Linked DNA regions of Mus musculus: region 1 is linked to region 2. A link is a contact called in public promoter capture Hi-C data. All regions are on one chromosome and are shown on one strand. The core of a region is the stretch at or near the end of the contact, and the rest is flanking DNA. Distances in the headings are between cores, read along the strand shown. Region 1 holds the start of Dipk1b (divergent protein kinase domain 1B). Region 2 holds the start of Inpp5e (inositol polyphosphate-5-phosphatase E).

The links. Promoter capture Hi-C pulls out the DNA fragments that hold promoters and counts their contacts.
Region 1: a promoter capture Hi-C map of embryonic stem cells shows a contact between it and region 2, with 4 times the contacts expected there. The contact joins the promoter of Dipk1b here to the promoter of Inpp5e in region 2. A contact is called at or near these places in 15 of 39 promoter capture datasets (the 3T3-L1 cell line, 3T3-L1-derived adipocytes, the C10 cell line and 11 more), 1 of 15 datasets of contacts at CTCF or cohesin (embryonic stem cells), 1 of 115 datasets of contacts at active chromatin or transcription factors (large pre-B cells) and 3 of 9 other capture datasets (adipose tissue, liver and pancreatic islet).

What each region holds. Positions count from the first base shown.
Region 1 is chr2:26,624,853-26,631,437 of GRCm38.p6, reverse strand. Dipk1b (divergent protein kinase domain 1B) reads right to left here and starts at 2,981. Exons shown (of 5, transcript NM_019833.3): 1 at 2,739-2,981. The coding sequence starts at 2,801.
Region 2 is chr2:26,406,693-26,414,323 of GRCm38.p6, reverse strand. Inpp5e (inositol polyphosphate-5-phosphatase E) reads left to right here and starts at 5,105. Exons shown (of 10, transcript NM_033134.3): 1 at 5,105-6,557. The coding sequence starts at 5,737. Sec16a (SEC16 homolog A, endoplasmic reticulum export factor) reads left to right here. Exons shown (of 30, transcript NM_153125.2): 29 at 1,411-1,488; 30 at 3,371-4,893. The coding sequence ends at 3,439.

The DNA.
Region 1 (6,585 bases), core at 1,732-4,231, 220 kb before region 2:
GTTCGAGGCCAGCCTGGTCTACAGAGTGAGTTCCAGGACAACCAAGGCTACACAGAAAAACCCTGTCTCAAACAAACAAGCTGAGTGTGTGGTGGACACCTTTCTATAATCTTACCACTTGGGTCACCCTGCCATCCTCACCCCCCTGCCTCAATTTTCCCGGCTGACAGCAAAGAAGAGCGCTGGCAGTAGGAAAAGTTCTGGTCTAGGTGCTAAGGACACTGGCCTCCACTAAGTACTCCAAGCAGTGTCCAAAATTGACAGTCAGAGACAGCTAGATGCCACCTCCCTCCCCACTGCCCAGCCTGGAAAATGGCAGTCCCTGCAGGGAACAGACTGGACTTCCAAAGAGCCCGTCCCACATGGGGCTAGACGTCCCAAGCTCAAGGTAAGGGCAAGGAGGCATCAGCCATAGAGAACAGGCAGCAGGGACGGGGAAGGCCAGACCTGTACGGCAGCATGCTGGCCTTTCTGCTCAGGTGGGAGGGTGTTCTGGGACTCAGAAGCCCAGAAAGCACACAGCTCTGAGAGGAAGCCTCCGCAGCAGAGGCACCGTGGCTCCCAAGGGAGCCGATCCCCAGGGCCTCAGCCCCACTCCTTCTCTTCCTCTCCTCTCTTTATTGCTTCTTGTCGTCTTCCAATGAGAGAGCCCACACCAGGCAGTAAATCTTATAAAAGAAAAGATTTATTGGAGAGTCCAGGGAGAAGAGGGACAAATCCAGGAGTGGCTGCCATGCTCCCGGGAGAGAGCAGATAGCCGGGAATTGGACAAAGCATAATGCTTATCTTATATAGTGGTTCTTGGAGGGGGCAGGAAGCTTTCTAGAATGAAGATTTCCAGGGTGAGGAGTGGTGGGATTTCAGGGCCTGAGCTTGGGAGCTCAGGGGTTAATTGGTGAGCTTTCTTGTTCTGGCATTGCAAGTTTTTGTTCACACTTTTCACCTAAAATTACCATAATATAGGGAGGGTCCTGTTGAGGGGATGAACATGACCTTTGTGACAGAGGCTGAAATCAGTTATGACAGGGAGGACTCCTTAGGCAGGCACCTGGCCACTTTCCTACCTTGAGGGTTTACAAAGTTTACAAAGGAAGTCCATCACAGGAAAAGCTTTCCCGGCCTCTTAAGTGGCCTGAATAACCAACACGGCAACCCTACAGGGGGGACTCTACTGATGTCAAGAATTTCCTGTGGCCTCCTGTCTACCCGCGGCCAGAAAGTCTGAGAATGAAACCAGCTAGCACCCCACTTTTGGATTTGGGAGTCATGCTGAGCTCAAGTTTACCCTAGTTGCCTCCGAGCCAGAACATAAGGAACCTCTACCACAGGAATGATGCTTAGCCCTTCTTCTAGAACATTCTTCCAGAAAGTTCTAGGAGATGGTCCCTATTCCGGGGCATGGCTCTGGGGACTTCTCCTGGGACACTCATGGCTCTGGCACTCAGCTGTTTCTTTCAGATTTGTCCAAAATTAAAACAGGAAGACTGAGAAATTGCAGGGACACTGGCTGTGAGGCCAGATCAAAGGACTCAGCCACACCTAGAGCAAAGGGCCAGGGCCAGGGCCAGGACAGCGGCTGGCCCAGGCTGGCCCAAGTGATGTAGAACTAGAAGCCGCTAGAAACCTGCAGGTCAGAGACCACTCCAGGCAGGCCCTCCCAAGCCACCTTGGCACAGGTGGCTCCCCTAGACTACCTTGGCTAAGCTTTGATGGTTTACCTGGCCTCTGTCTGACGCAGCTCTTCTCCAGGATCCCTGAGTCTTTGCTCACCCCGGGGCGGGACTCACCACAGTGGTACTCAAAAGCTCGCACAGATTTCTGCCACTCAGTGGGGAACAAGTTGGCAAGCCCTGGGCCCATAATTTTCGAGGCTGAACAGTCCAGCTCCAGAAAAGTCACATGGAAGGTGGGAAGGTCATTACAGGGATAGTAACTGCACAGCAAACTCCCTGCCCAGGAAACCCGGGCCAGGTGGCAGGTGCCCTAGTGTTTCCCACGCAGGAAACTGAGGCTTGGGGCAGGAAGGGCTCAGCCAGTGGCTCTCTCTGAACCAGCCCCACTGGGAACTGGCCCAAACCCCTCTCCTGCCACTCCTGGGTCCACACATTGCTGAGTCAGGGCCTAGCTTCAGGGCTAGGGGTATGGGTACACCCCATCTCCTGGCACAAGAAGGGTCCCCCATACACCTCAGGTCACGAACCCAACCTAGGCCTGAGCATGGATCACAGCACAAGCTACTGCCTCTGGAAGAGGGCAGACAAGGGCATCTGGGCCTGGAAGAGCTCTGCATCCAACAGGCTTCAGTCCTCATCCTTTATGTAAAACAGTCTAAGGGAGGCCAGGCCCCAGGACAAAGGCATCCTCCAGCATCCTCAGGACGGCCCTTCAGAGAGACCTTGGCTAGACTGGTGAGGGCTGGCTCCTTCCTGTAGGCTCTAAGGACCGTGGCAACCAGCGGCTGGAGCCCAGAGGCCTGACTCCATCACCTCAAAGCATGAGGGGAGGGGCCTCTTCTGCAGACAGGAGCTGGCCCTCCACTGGCCCAAGGTCACCACAGCCCCTGTTTCCAGCTGTCTCAAGAACTGGCCAGGGGCTGGCCAAGTTTGCTATTCCAGAATTTTTTTTTTAAGTTGCGAAGGTTAGAAAGGACTCCGGTGCACCCGCGTGCACCCATCGACCCTCGCCATCCCACGCCCTGCCCCTCCCCGTGTGGTAGCACCTGGCCGGCTGCGGCTTACCTGCAGGCCCTTGGAGAAGGGGCAGAGGAGCACTAGGTGCACCAAGCGCCGCAGCCGCCGCATGATGGGCTCCGGCCCCGGCTGCGGAACCCCGCGGCTGGCTCGGCCTCAGCCCCAGCCCGGCCAGGCCCGCAGCGGCCGCCGCTCGCTCTCCATGCGGGCCGCTCGTCCTCGGCTCGCGTTAAAGGCAAGGCGCGTGCCTTTCTGAGCAAGGACCGCGACGCACGCGCGGGGAGACGGCCTGGAGGAGGGGCGTGCACGCGCGGGAAGATGGACAGAGGGGCGTGCGCGCGCGTGTGGAGACAAACGGAAGGGGCGTGCACGCGCGTGGGAGGACTGGCGCGCGGCCCCGCGGCTAGTCTAGCTCTCCCGCTGGGGACCTACGCCACCCCCCACCCCCCCACCCCCAACCTCCCGAGAGCTCCGGGACCCGCTACGGCAACCCTGTGTGAGCATGAAACACCGGGGCAGGCTGGCGCTGAGGACCTGTAAGGTCCCCGCCTGCGCTTGCGCATTTCTTCCACCTTTTCAAGGGTAAAAGACGTTGATGGATCTGCCCCCATCCCTCCCCAGTATGCAGGTGAGGCTAGTCAGTCCTGAGGCCACCACCTCTGGCACCGAGAGTCTTCAGCCCTTGTTGCACCGGGGCATAGGGAAGGACCCACAGCCCACGCGGTCAGCAACTACTCCTGAGAACCAGTTTCTTCTGATTTCTGCCCATGGACAGACACGCCCCTCTCCTGTGACTCCCATTTAGGGTGATTAGGAAAGCAGCAGCTGACCTTAGTTAGAGGCTTATTGAACTTAGCAGACAATGGCCAGAATGCACCGTCCACCATGCGCATCAGCTGCCCTCAATCCTCACCCACACCTTTCTTAGGGGTTCTATAGCGATGTCATATGCATTCCCAGGGAATACGCCTTCCCCTGTGCCCCAGTGCTGTCCATATATATATGCCTTGCAAAATGATAAAAGACAGCTTTAGTTTAAGGATGTTAATTGCTTCGCAATTAGTGAACCAGGCCAACCTTCTCTTCATAAAAGTGGAGCGAGAGTCCCATGAGCCCAGCTGAAGGGTTTGGATTTATAAGCTAGAAAGGCTGAAGAGAACTAGAGCCAGGAGCAGGTCACAAAACAAATGGAAAATAGCATCAAGTCTGTGTCCCAGAAACCAAGAAGCAGAAGCAGAAAGACCAGCCTGGCCTATGTTTCAAATTCCAGACTAGCCAGAAGCCCAAAGGGAGACCCTGCCTCAAGGAAGGAAAGAAGGAAGGAAGGGAGAGAGGCTGGAAGAAAGGGATGGAAGGAGGGAGGAAGAGAGGAAAGAAGAAAGGAAAGAAAGGAGAGAGGGAGGGAAGGAGGGAGGGAGAAAAGAAGGAAGGAGAAAAAAGAAGGGAAACATGGGATTGTTTCATTATCGCACCAATTATAAACGAGCTGCTTAAGCAGTTTGACTATTTTATTATGTCTTCAATCTTGATTTTGCAGGTCAGATAAACAATGTAGTTTAAGTGTGGTGACGGGAAGGCTGAAAAAAATGACTCAGCAGCTGAAAGCACTTATTGTGAAAACATAAAGATTGAAATTCAAATTTCAGCATCCATGTAGCAGATCGAGCATCCTGCGCACACCTGTAACCCAGGTTACAGGTTGAGTGGAGCCGTTGTAGGATGGTTGCTAGGACTTGCTGGTTCACAGCCTAGCTGAGAAAGCAGCCTGAGGTTCAGGAAGAGACCCTGCCTCAAAGGAAAAGGTGGACAGTGATCGAAGAAAGCACCCAGCACCCACCTCTGCCTTCCATGTGCACACATGATGCACCTCCATTCCCCACGCATGACTCCCCTCCCCTCCCCGACACACACACACACACACACACACACACACACACACAAATAATCAAATCTTTTCATAAGAGAAAACATGAAGCTTGGTGTCACGGACTTGCGGAATGAGTAATTATTTTTATTTTTCAGTCTGGTCTTCTGGGAGTACAATGGCCATCTGTAAGGTCTATAACACATGTGTGTATACATGTTTGTGTGTGTATGCATATATGTGTGTGTGTGGAAGCCAAAGGTCTGTCAGGTTTTTACTCTCTCCACTTTACTTTTTATAAGATTTTGTTTTATTTTTGTTTTTAAGGTTTTTTTTAAAGATTTATTTATTTGTATGCACATCAATGTGTATGTGTTTGTGTGTGTGTGTGTGTGTGTGTGTGTGTGTGTGTGTGTGTGTATGCCACACTCAGGAACTGGAGTTACAGACACTTGTGAGCTGCCATGTGGGTGCTGGAAATTGACCCTAGGTCCTCTGAACAGGACAAGTGTGTGTGCCACGTGTGTGCCTGGTGCCCTAGTGGTCAGAAGAGAGCATGGGATCTCCTGGAACTGGAGTTGCCACATGAGTACTAAGAACTGAACCTAGAACCTCTACAAGAACAAGTGCTCTTAACTGCTGAGCCACCTCTCCAGGCTCTTTTGCTCTCCAGTGTCTCGGGGTACTAGTCCTTGGGTAAACTCTCTCCTGCTCACAAACTCTTGACTCCTAAGAGTTGGTTTTTTAAGTGGTGATCAAGTAGATTTGGATGCAATAGCAAGTTCGCCTTTTTTTCTATGTTGTCTTTGAGACATAATCTTACATAGCTCAGACTGGTCTTAAACTCCCTATGGGGCCAAAGATGAACTTGAACTCCTAATCATTCTGCCTCCACTTTCCCAATTGCTGGGGTTCCAGACCTGTCTACTACACTGGGCCACAAGTGTATGTGTCTGGCAAAAAAGTTAAGAGGATAGGTCATGGGCCCTCAAGAGCTGAGGGGTCATTCAGTAGGTAGAGTGCTAGCCTAGCATAAAGCCTGAATTCCACCCCCAGCAGCATAGAAAATGAACATGGGAATACACACCTATAATCTCAGTATTCCAGGCGTAGAGGCCATAGGATCAAGAGTTCAGGGCATCCTCAACTACAAAGGGATTTCAAAGGTAGTCTGGGCTACATGAGATCTGGGGTGGGTGGGGAGTACTCACTGTACAGAGAGTCGGGCCATTGGGTGAAGCCTGTCAGGTCTCCCAACCATAAAACCACTGTGCTTCCTTCCCTCTGTAACTGCCAAGGATCTGAGAAGCAACACTGTGGCCATGGGACTGCCTTGTTCCTCACTCTGTGTTCACACTGTCACCTGTCACCTGCAGGATTGGTGCTTGAGACTGCTGATCACAGAGGATAGCCTTTGAATACCATCAGTACAGTCTGTTCTCCTCTACGTCTTCTTTTGTGGTACGTGAACTCAGCAGACATTATCCACATTCCTGTGCTTAGCTACCGACACCACATTCTTACCTCACACTGAAACCATTGCCTTGCCCCCCCCCAATGCCCCTGACAGACACCCCTCCAGTTTCTCTCTGCTGCTAATACCTCTAAGGACCTCAGAAACAGAGTTCACAAAACTGGTTCTTTTACTGAGCATCTTAACCCATGCCAAGGTTTATGCTGCTACATGTGTCAGAACTTATTAAAAATGGTTGGATTTAGCCGGGCGTGGTGGCGCACGCCTTTAATCCCAGCACTCGGGAGGCAGAGGCAGGCGGATTTCTGAGTTCGAGGCCAGCCTGGTCTACAAAGTGAGTTCCAGGACAGCCAGGGCTATAAAGAGAAACCCTGTCTCGAAAAACCAAAAAAAAAAAAAAAAAAAAAAAAAAAAAAAAAAAGATTGGATTTATTAATTTTATGTGTATTTTGTCTGCATGCATGCATGACTGGCTTCCATGGCTGTCAAAAGAAGGCAACAGATCCCCAGAAACTGGAGTTTCAGATGGTTGTGAGGTGCTATGAGGGTGCTGGGAA
Region 2 (7,631 bases), core at 3,856-6,355:
TTACCTGTGCATTTGTGTATTATGTGTGTGCAGGAGAGGAGGTGAGGGCATGCATGTGCATGGGTGTGTGCATGTTGCATGTCTGTGTGGGTGTGGGTGTGGTGGGGTACTATGGCCTGGAATGGTGATTCAGCCAGCTCAGTGCACTTCCCTGTGGTGACTTTTTAGAAGTGTGCAAGTGAGTAGGAGAAGGAAGTGCAAGATGGCAGCACAGTGTGTTTGATTAACAGTAACACTTTAACTTGTATGATCACTTTTTCTCAGGTGCTCTGAGTCAGGTGTGGGGCTGACATCATCACTTTCTAGCCAGGTCTCCCTCACAGTATCCTTAGAATTTCAGAACTTTGAGGTGTCACAAAGTATGAGCTAAGAGCTAGACAGATTTTTTTCCTTTTCCAGCGTAATGATGGTTGTCTTAACCAAAACTGGGGGGGGGGGGGCATTTGATGCTACCTCTGGCTGTCTTCATTTGAGTGATATTGATTCTAATGGCATCATAAAGCTTTTAAAACCAGCTGACAGCTTGGAGCAATGGAGCATGCTGATCTTCATGTCTGTATCTTGTGTGTTCTTGCTGTTCCATAGCTCTCGCGTTGTAGCTCTCTGAGCTCGCTCTCACAGGAAGTGAGCCGGCATTTCCATCAGGTACCTGTGGCTGGTGGCTCCCTCCACGGGGCTGGCTATGTAGCTCCCATATGTCCCTTAGAGAGTCTGTCATCCTCTTTACTTTGTCACTAACCCCTTGTCTTAACCAAGCATCATGTGGGCAAAGATGCAGTTTTCCTTTATTAGATGGCCTGGGTCTAGATACGCTGGTGGTGGACTTGCCTCACAGGGTTCAGAGTGCTCAGGGAGCTTCCTAACTCTGCTCCTTGTGAAGTGGCCTGACCCCTTCCCTACCATGATCTCCTGAGTTAAGACACTACTTGGAAAGAAAGATTTCTTCTTGCTGATGAGGCTTGAGGAAGTCTGTTTGTAGCCAGTAGAAATGTGGACATGATAAGCCATCGTGTGGCCAAACTAGAGGAGACAAGGAACGCTTTTCATCCTCTGTTTTGGAGCCAGGCCATGTCAGTAGCTTTCAGTGGAAAGTCTGAGGGGACATTTGACTGTCCATGGCTGTAGAGCAGGCACACTGTCCAGGCCGCCTAACTGTTTGACCAGCACTAATGAAATGTCAGTGTCCTGCACTCACTGTCTGCATGTTGTTCAAATGATTTTCTGCATGGTGCTTTGACTTTGGCTGTCCCATGACCCATCCAGTAATGAAAACAAGTGTTACCAGAACTGTCTCTCTGGAGCCTATTTGGAGCGTTAATGGTTCTTTCTGAGTTATGGCTTGTGTCTGCTGCTGGGACAGCAACTGCTGTGTTACACTGACTTGCTGAGGTCCATCTCTGTGCTTCACAGGCTCCTGGAGACCATTGTCCTACAGGGGCCCCTCATGGTGGGTCTGTGCCCTTTTACAACCCTGCTCAGTTGGTGCAGGTGAGTGACCCTTGCCTTTGTTCCCCACAGCCCCAACTTTTCTGCTCAGTGAGTCTCCTTTGTTCCCTGGCTGGCTGTACTTTTGGGGGGGTTTGTTTTGTTACTTGTTTTTTTTAAAGACAGGGTTTCTCTGTGTAGCCCTGGCTGTCCTAGAACTCACTCTGTAGGTCTCTTACTTGACTTAGTCTGCATCCTATGCTTGCCTGCTGCTCCTCTCACTACTCTGGGCTCTTCAGGGTCAGGGATTGTTCTTTTTGTTACTTGCCATGGCTGAGGGTTGGCTCTCACTATTGCCAACCTCCCATTCCTGCACAGGATGCATGGTTTTCCCAGGTTAGCCATAGATCACAGGCTCTAAGCCCAGTCCTCTCCCTCCTGCCTCCCCCTCTTCTCCTTAAGAGCAGCTCTTCCAAGGAGACCCCTGGTTTGGGATTTTTCATTGCTTCAATTCCTCTGTCTGAGTGACACATTGTTTAATTGCTTGACTCTTGAAGATCCTTTGGGTCTGCCCTAGGTGCTGGGTTGAGAGTTTGCTGGGTGCAGTTTTTAGATCAAAAATGGTAGTACCATTTTCTGGTGCTCACTGTAAGAGAGTCCGGGTCTTCATTCTCTGTCTCTGAAGGCTGGAATAGCATCTTCCTTGAGGATCTGTACACCCCTTCCCTCAGTCATGGCTCTTGTGTTCTTCGCCTAGGAGAGTCTGGAATGTGCTATATAGTTTCTCTCCTCCACCATCTTTTGAAGAAGTATAGTCTGGCTTCTGTGGAGGGGACGAGCTCTAGGCAAGCATCTTTATTTTGGGGGACAAGGGACTTAAACCAGGTACTTAAACATGCTGCACAAGTACTCTAAAAAATGAGATGCAGTCCTGGGGAAAGCAGCATGTGTGGGGTTTTTGTTGTTGTGTTTGGTTTTGTTTTTAATCAAAGGGCAAGCAAGCAAAGTTTATTTAAATTTTTATTTTATGTGTATGGGTATTTTGCTGCATATATGGCTGTCTACTATTTGCATACCTAGTGTCTACAGAGACCAGAAGAAGACATCAAGTCCCCTGAAACTGGAGTTACAGATGGTTATGAGTCATTATGTGGGTGCTGGGAATTGAACCCAGGTGATCTGGAGGAGGAGTCATTTTTTTTGTTTTGTTTTTCATATATGTCATACAAAGTCTATTGAGAAGTAAATAAATCTTTGCAACCAGGAAGAGCTCAAAATGAGTTACCTGGGCAGGTATCTTGACATTCTGAATGTGATGTTCTCAGCCCACTCTAACAGGGACCCTGCCCGCAGCTGTGCTAGACCCAGCCTTGGCCACTCTCTGTTTAGTCCTCTTGAGGGGCCTGGGCCCTGTGCTAAGCCCTGTGCAGATGAGGCTGCTGATATCAACATTTTTGTCCATATTTTCAACTCCAAGATCTCATTTTTCTTTTGAGCTTGTGGTTGAATAGTTCTGACAGATTTCTTGGATTAGATCCCAGTAAGGTCTAGTGAGGGAGGAAGAATATATGCAGTGTTCTCTCGTGGCATGCAGCGTCCTTGTGCTTTCAGGAGTAGAAAATTATAGGCCACTGGCCACCCTTGCACTCAGTGAACCCTTAGCTGCCCCCCCCTCCCCCCCCCCCCCCCCCGCTCTGTAGTGCTAACTCAGCTCTTTTGACCTTGACAGAATTGGCAGAACAAAAACAAATCATGTCTGCAGTGCTGTGGGCTAGGAAATGCTGAGCAGCAGGAACTTGGCACATACAGAAGGTCTTGCTTACACTTGAAGCTAACACAGAGTCTGCCCATTTGTTATTGATCTGTGGGGTTATCCTGTAGCTCCATCGCTGGACAGCCTCTGGGCATGGACACATGTAGGTCATTGCTGTTCCTTTTGTTCTAGGCTTCTGTCACCTCGGGAAATTCAAGGCCAGGGAGGATTGGCCAAAGAAAATATGCGGCATTGAACTAGGATTGCTGCTGGATTCTTATTTGGAACCCTGAGATGATTAGATAACTGTTCTTCACCAAGAACCAACTAGCTGCCTCAGGTCTCGTGGATCCCAGATGGACATGGCAGTAACTCAGAGCCGGTCATACTGTGTGTCTCCTTCCTTGCAGCCTATGTATATGAATGATTGAAAAATTGATTTCAAGGTTCCTTTCAAATGCTGGATAGAATGAATCTAATTCAAAGTCTTTTATGTAAAAGAACAATGTTTCTTTTTTAGTCACTTTAGACAAATTAAGGTTTGAGCCACTTGAGAATATCCCCGCAGAGAGGCTAGGCAGGGATTCACTACAGGAGAGCACAGTTACTTGGACACCAAGGCCTTTCTCACCTGAGAAATGGTGCAAACCAACCAGGGATCCTTAGGCTACTGAGAAGGCTGTCTGCTTACCTGGAGAGGACTGACTGCTGGGATGTCTGGCCTAAGAGGAGCCTCAAACTGCACTGGGCAACTGTGCCTTGTCCTGTGAACTGGGGAGTACATGCCAGCTCCTCAAAGGGTCACCAGATGGCAGCGGCTCCCAGGCTGGGGAGGAAGTGGTTACAAGGGCATGTCTCTCCAACATTTCCAGCCTCACTCCATTTTCTGTGGCCTCATTAGTGCTGGGTGCGTTTTTTTTTTGCTCCGAGCTTTCCGTCATGGCTCAGTCACTGGGGAGAGCCCCAGGGAGCTGATATTCTGAAGCTGCTGATCTGATTAACCAGGTCAAAAACTGGCTGTGTGCTGCAACGTACTGCCCTCCTAGCCAGGAGTCTGTATGGAGCCCTCTAGCTGACTCAATGTCACCTGCAGACAGCACTTAAAGCCTTGGTGGTATCTTGGAGTGGCTTACGGTGTCCTAGCGCACACTCTGGAACCTTGCATCTCTACCCCAAAGCCCACCAGGGACCTTCAGCAGCGACTCACTGGCTCACCCATATCACTTCAAGGAGCTGCCACCACATAAGAGTCAAAGCTTTAAGGCTTCACTGACTGTTCCTAAAACTATCCTTACACTCTAAAGAGGAAGGGAAAGAGAGTTAAATATTTAAAAATCAGCAGGTAGAAAACATAAATGGTTTGTTTGGTATTAAATTTAGAAATTGTAGAACATGGAATTAGTACAGCCCTTCCCGGTTTTCTGGTTCCTTGCATCATCTAGGAAAGACTCACAGAATGGCTTCCAGGACGTTCCATAGATGAGTGTACTTGGACCCTCCTGTTCCTGTCATTAAGAAAGGCCTGTCCCTGTGGGTCAGTAGCAACTTGTGTCCTTGCTGGGACCAGGCAGGACCCTTGCCTCTGGTTCAACCCTGCCCAGGCTCTGTGTTGACTGCCAACCACTTTGGATTCAAGAAGCTTCCTCCCTGGGAGCTGCTATTTTTCCAAAATTCACATTGTTAAATAAAATATTTTGGGCTCTCAAGTAACTTAATTTATGGCTTCCTTTGTGTTTTGAGGGGCAGACCAGCGAGATCTTTAGTGTTGGTAGAGCCTTGGGCAGCTATTGGGTGTGACTGCCTGTGCCTGGTCCTGCCGCGGCTTGGCAGGGCGGGAGCTCGTGTCGGGCGTGGCTTCCAGGCACCGGGCTGTGGTCCTCCGGCCGCGAGAGGGCGCTGTGGCGGCGATAGGGTCTTGGGCCGGGCAGTTCTCCGGAAGACTACAGAACGGAACCTGAGCCAGGGTGACCACTAGACTGAGCTGGGGCGAACCCTGGGCGGGGGCGGGGGCCGAGGCACGGGGCCGCAGTCGTTGTTCCAGCTGCCACCGTGACTGGCCTAGGTCCGCCTCCGCCAGCGCTGGGCCCGGCTGAATCAGACCTCGGGCGTCCGGCGGCGGGTCTGCTGCCGAACGGAGGGCGCAGGTGAGCCTAGGACGCTGAGCGCGCTGCCCTACTCTGCCTCGGCGGGGTGGAGGGCTGGCCGGGGGTGCTGGACAGACTTGTGCAGCTCCGTGAAGTGCAGCCCCGACCCCCTGGCGCCTGTTCTCACGAAGTCGCTTTTAAGACTAGCGAGCTGACTTCGGGGAGCCAAGAGATTTTTCTGCGTTTCCTCAGGCATCGGTGAGAACTCTCAAGTCTCCAGCCATGCAGCTACAGGCCCTCCTCCAAAAGGACCGCCCCATGCCACAAAGGGAGCCACTCGAGTTTTCATGGCATCGAGCTGGCGAACTCTGACGTGCATCCTTGACAACAAGAGTTGCTTGTTAACCTCCCAGGGAGGATCCCTTTCCTTAGGAGGGCCAGGCTGAGGGGGTCAGGGCTGGCCAGGTCTGGACTATGCCATCCAAGTCAGCTTGCCTGCGTCACACTGAGGCACCTGGGCAGCTAGAAGGCAGAATGCTCCAGGGACAGCCTCCGAACACGGAAAAGAAGCTCATCCCAACACCAGGCTTCTTACCAGCCTCTGACTCTCAGGGTTCAGAGACAAACCCCATGCCTCCTTTCAGCATTCCAGCAAAAACAAGCAACCAGAACCCACAAACTAAGGCAAATCTCATCACCCCACAGCCACCCATTAGACCCAAGTTGGAGCGAACCCTGTCCCTCGATGACAAGGGCTGGAGAAGGAGGCGTTTCCGGGGTAGTCAGGAGGATCTGACTGTCCAGAATGGGGCCAGTCCCTGCAGGGGCTCCTTGCAAGACTCAGTAGCCCAGTCCCCTGCCTACAGCCGTCCCCTGCCCTGCCTCAGCACATCCTTGCAGGAGATACCTAAGTCCCGAAGGGCCACAGGCAGTGAGGGAGGGAGCCCATCCTTGTGGAGTGACTGTCTTTCTGGAATGATCAGCACCTCCTTGGACCTCCTGCACAGAGATGCTGCCTCAGGTGGGCCCCCCTCCAGGTTGGCAAGTTTGCATGCCTCACACACACCACCAGCTATGGACCTCAGCATAGCCTCCAGCTCCCTGAGAACAGCAAACAAGGTTGACCCCGAGCACACGGACTACAAGCTCCGCATGCAGACCAGACTGGTCAGGGCCCACAGCAACCTGGGCCCTAGCAGACCCCGGAGCCCCTTGGCTGGTGACGATCACTCCATTCACTCAGCCAGATCTTTCAGCCTTCTGGCCCCCATCCGCACCAAGGACATCAGAAGCAGGTAGGGCTTTCAGGGGGGAGGGGGAGGGAGCTCTGGGGCTGTCATCAGAGGCCCTCATCTCATCAGGCCAAGAGCAAACTGAGCCAGGCATGGTGGCTCTTGCTAGTAATCCCAGATCTTAAAAGACTTGAGGTTGGATCATCACAAGTTCAAGGCCAGTCTGGGCTATCGTGAGCCACCATCTACATAAATAGATATAAAAGAACTAGCTACCCAGGGGCTATGTGAATGGATCCGAATAGAGAATGCCTAAGACTTGGAAATGGAAAATAAGACAGATCACCCATCCTCTCTCAGAAATCATGCCTTTCTCCTTCTGTCTATGTCCTTCCAGAACCTTTTCTTTGGGGCTCAGTGTCATCCACAGACACTTTGAACGTGTAGAAGTTGCTTGTCTACCTCATTCTTTACGGAGGCAAATGAGAGCACACCCTCACACTCTCACTGTACACGTAGTTTGTATCTCCATGTGTCCTGCCGGGCAGCTATCTCAGTGAGTGTCTGAGTTGGTCCCTTGGTTTCTTAGCGTGGAGGATCACAGGTTTCTTCAGCTGTACTTGTTTTTTGTTGTTTGTTTGTTGGTTGGTTGGTTTTTCGAGACAGGGTTTCTCTGTGTAGCTTTGGCTGTCCTGGAACTCTGTAGACCAGTTCGAGGTAGGCCTGTACTTGTTTTTAACCACTGCTCATGAGGAGCACTCAGGGATGTCTGGTGATTATTGATACCTGAGGGAGGGCTGGGTGCTGTCCCATCATGCTGGGGCCATAGGTCAGCATTTTACCAGGACATTTAGACACCAGTTAACCCACTGGACCAAGACGCCAGGGGCCACTTGCAGGGCCAAGGAATGGGCTTGACTAGCTTACTCTATGCCCTTGGGAGAGCTTCCACACTGTGTCCGAGATGGGCAATTGCTGATGTCCACTGAGACCTCTTCCCTGCCATGAACATCCTGAGACTATACCGAACCTCCCTGACTCCAGTAATTAACTTGTACGGACTTACACGGAAAAGAGCCTGGGAGCCGCCCACCACAAGGTGAACCCTTTCTTGTTTGGCTTCCCTATGCTGGCTCC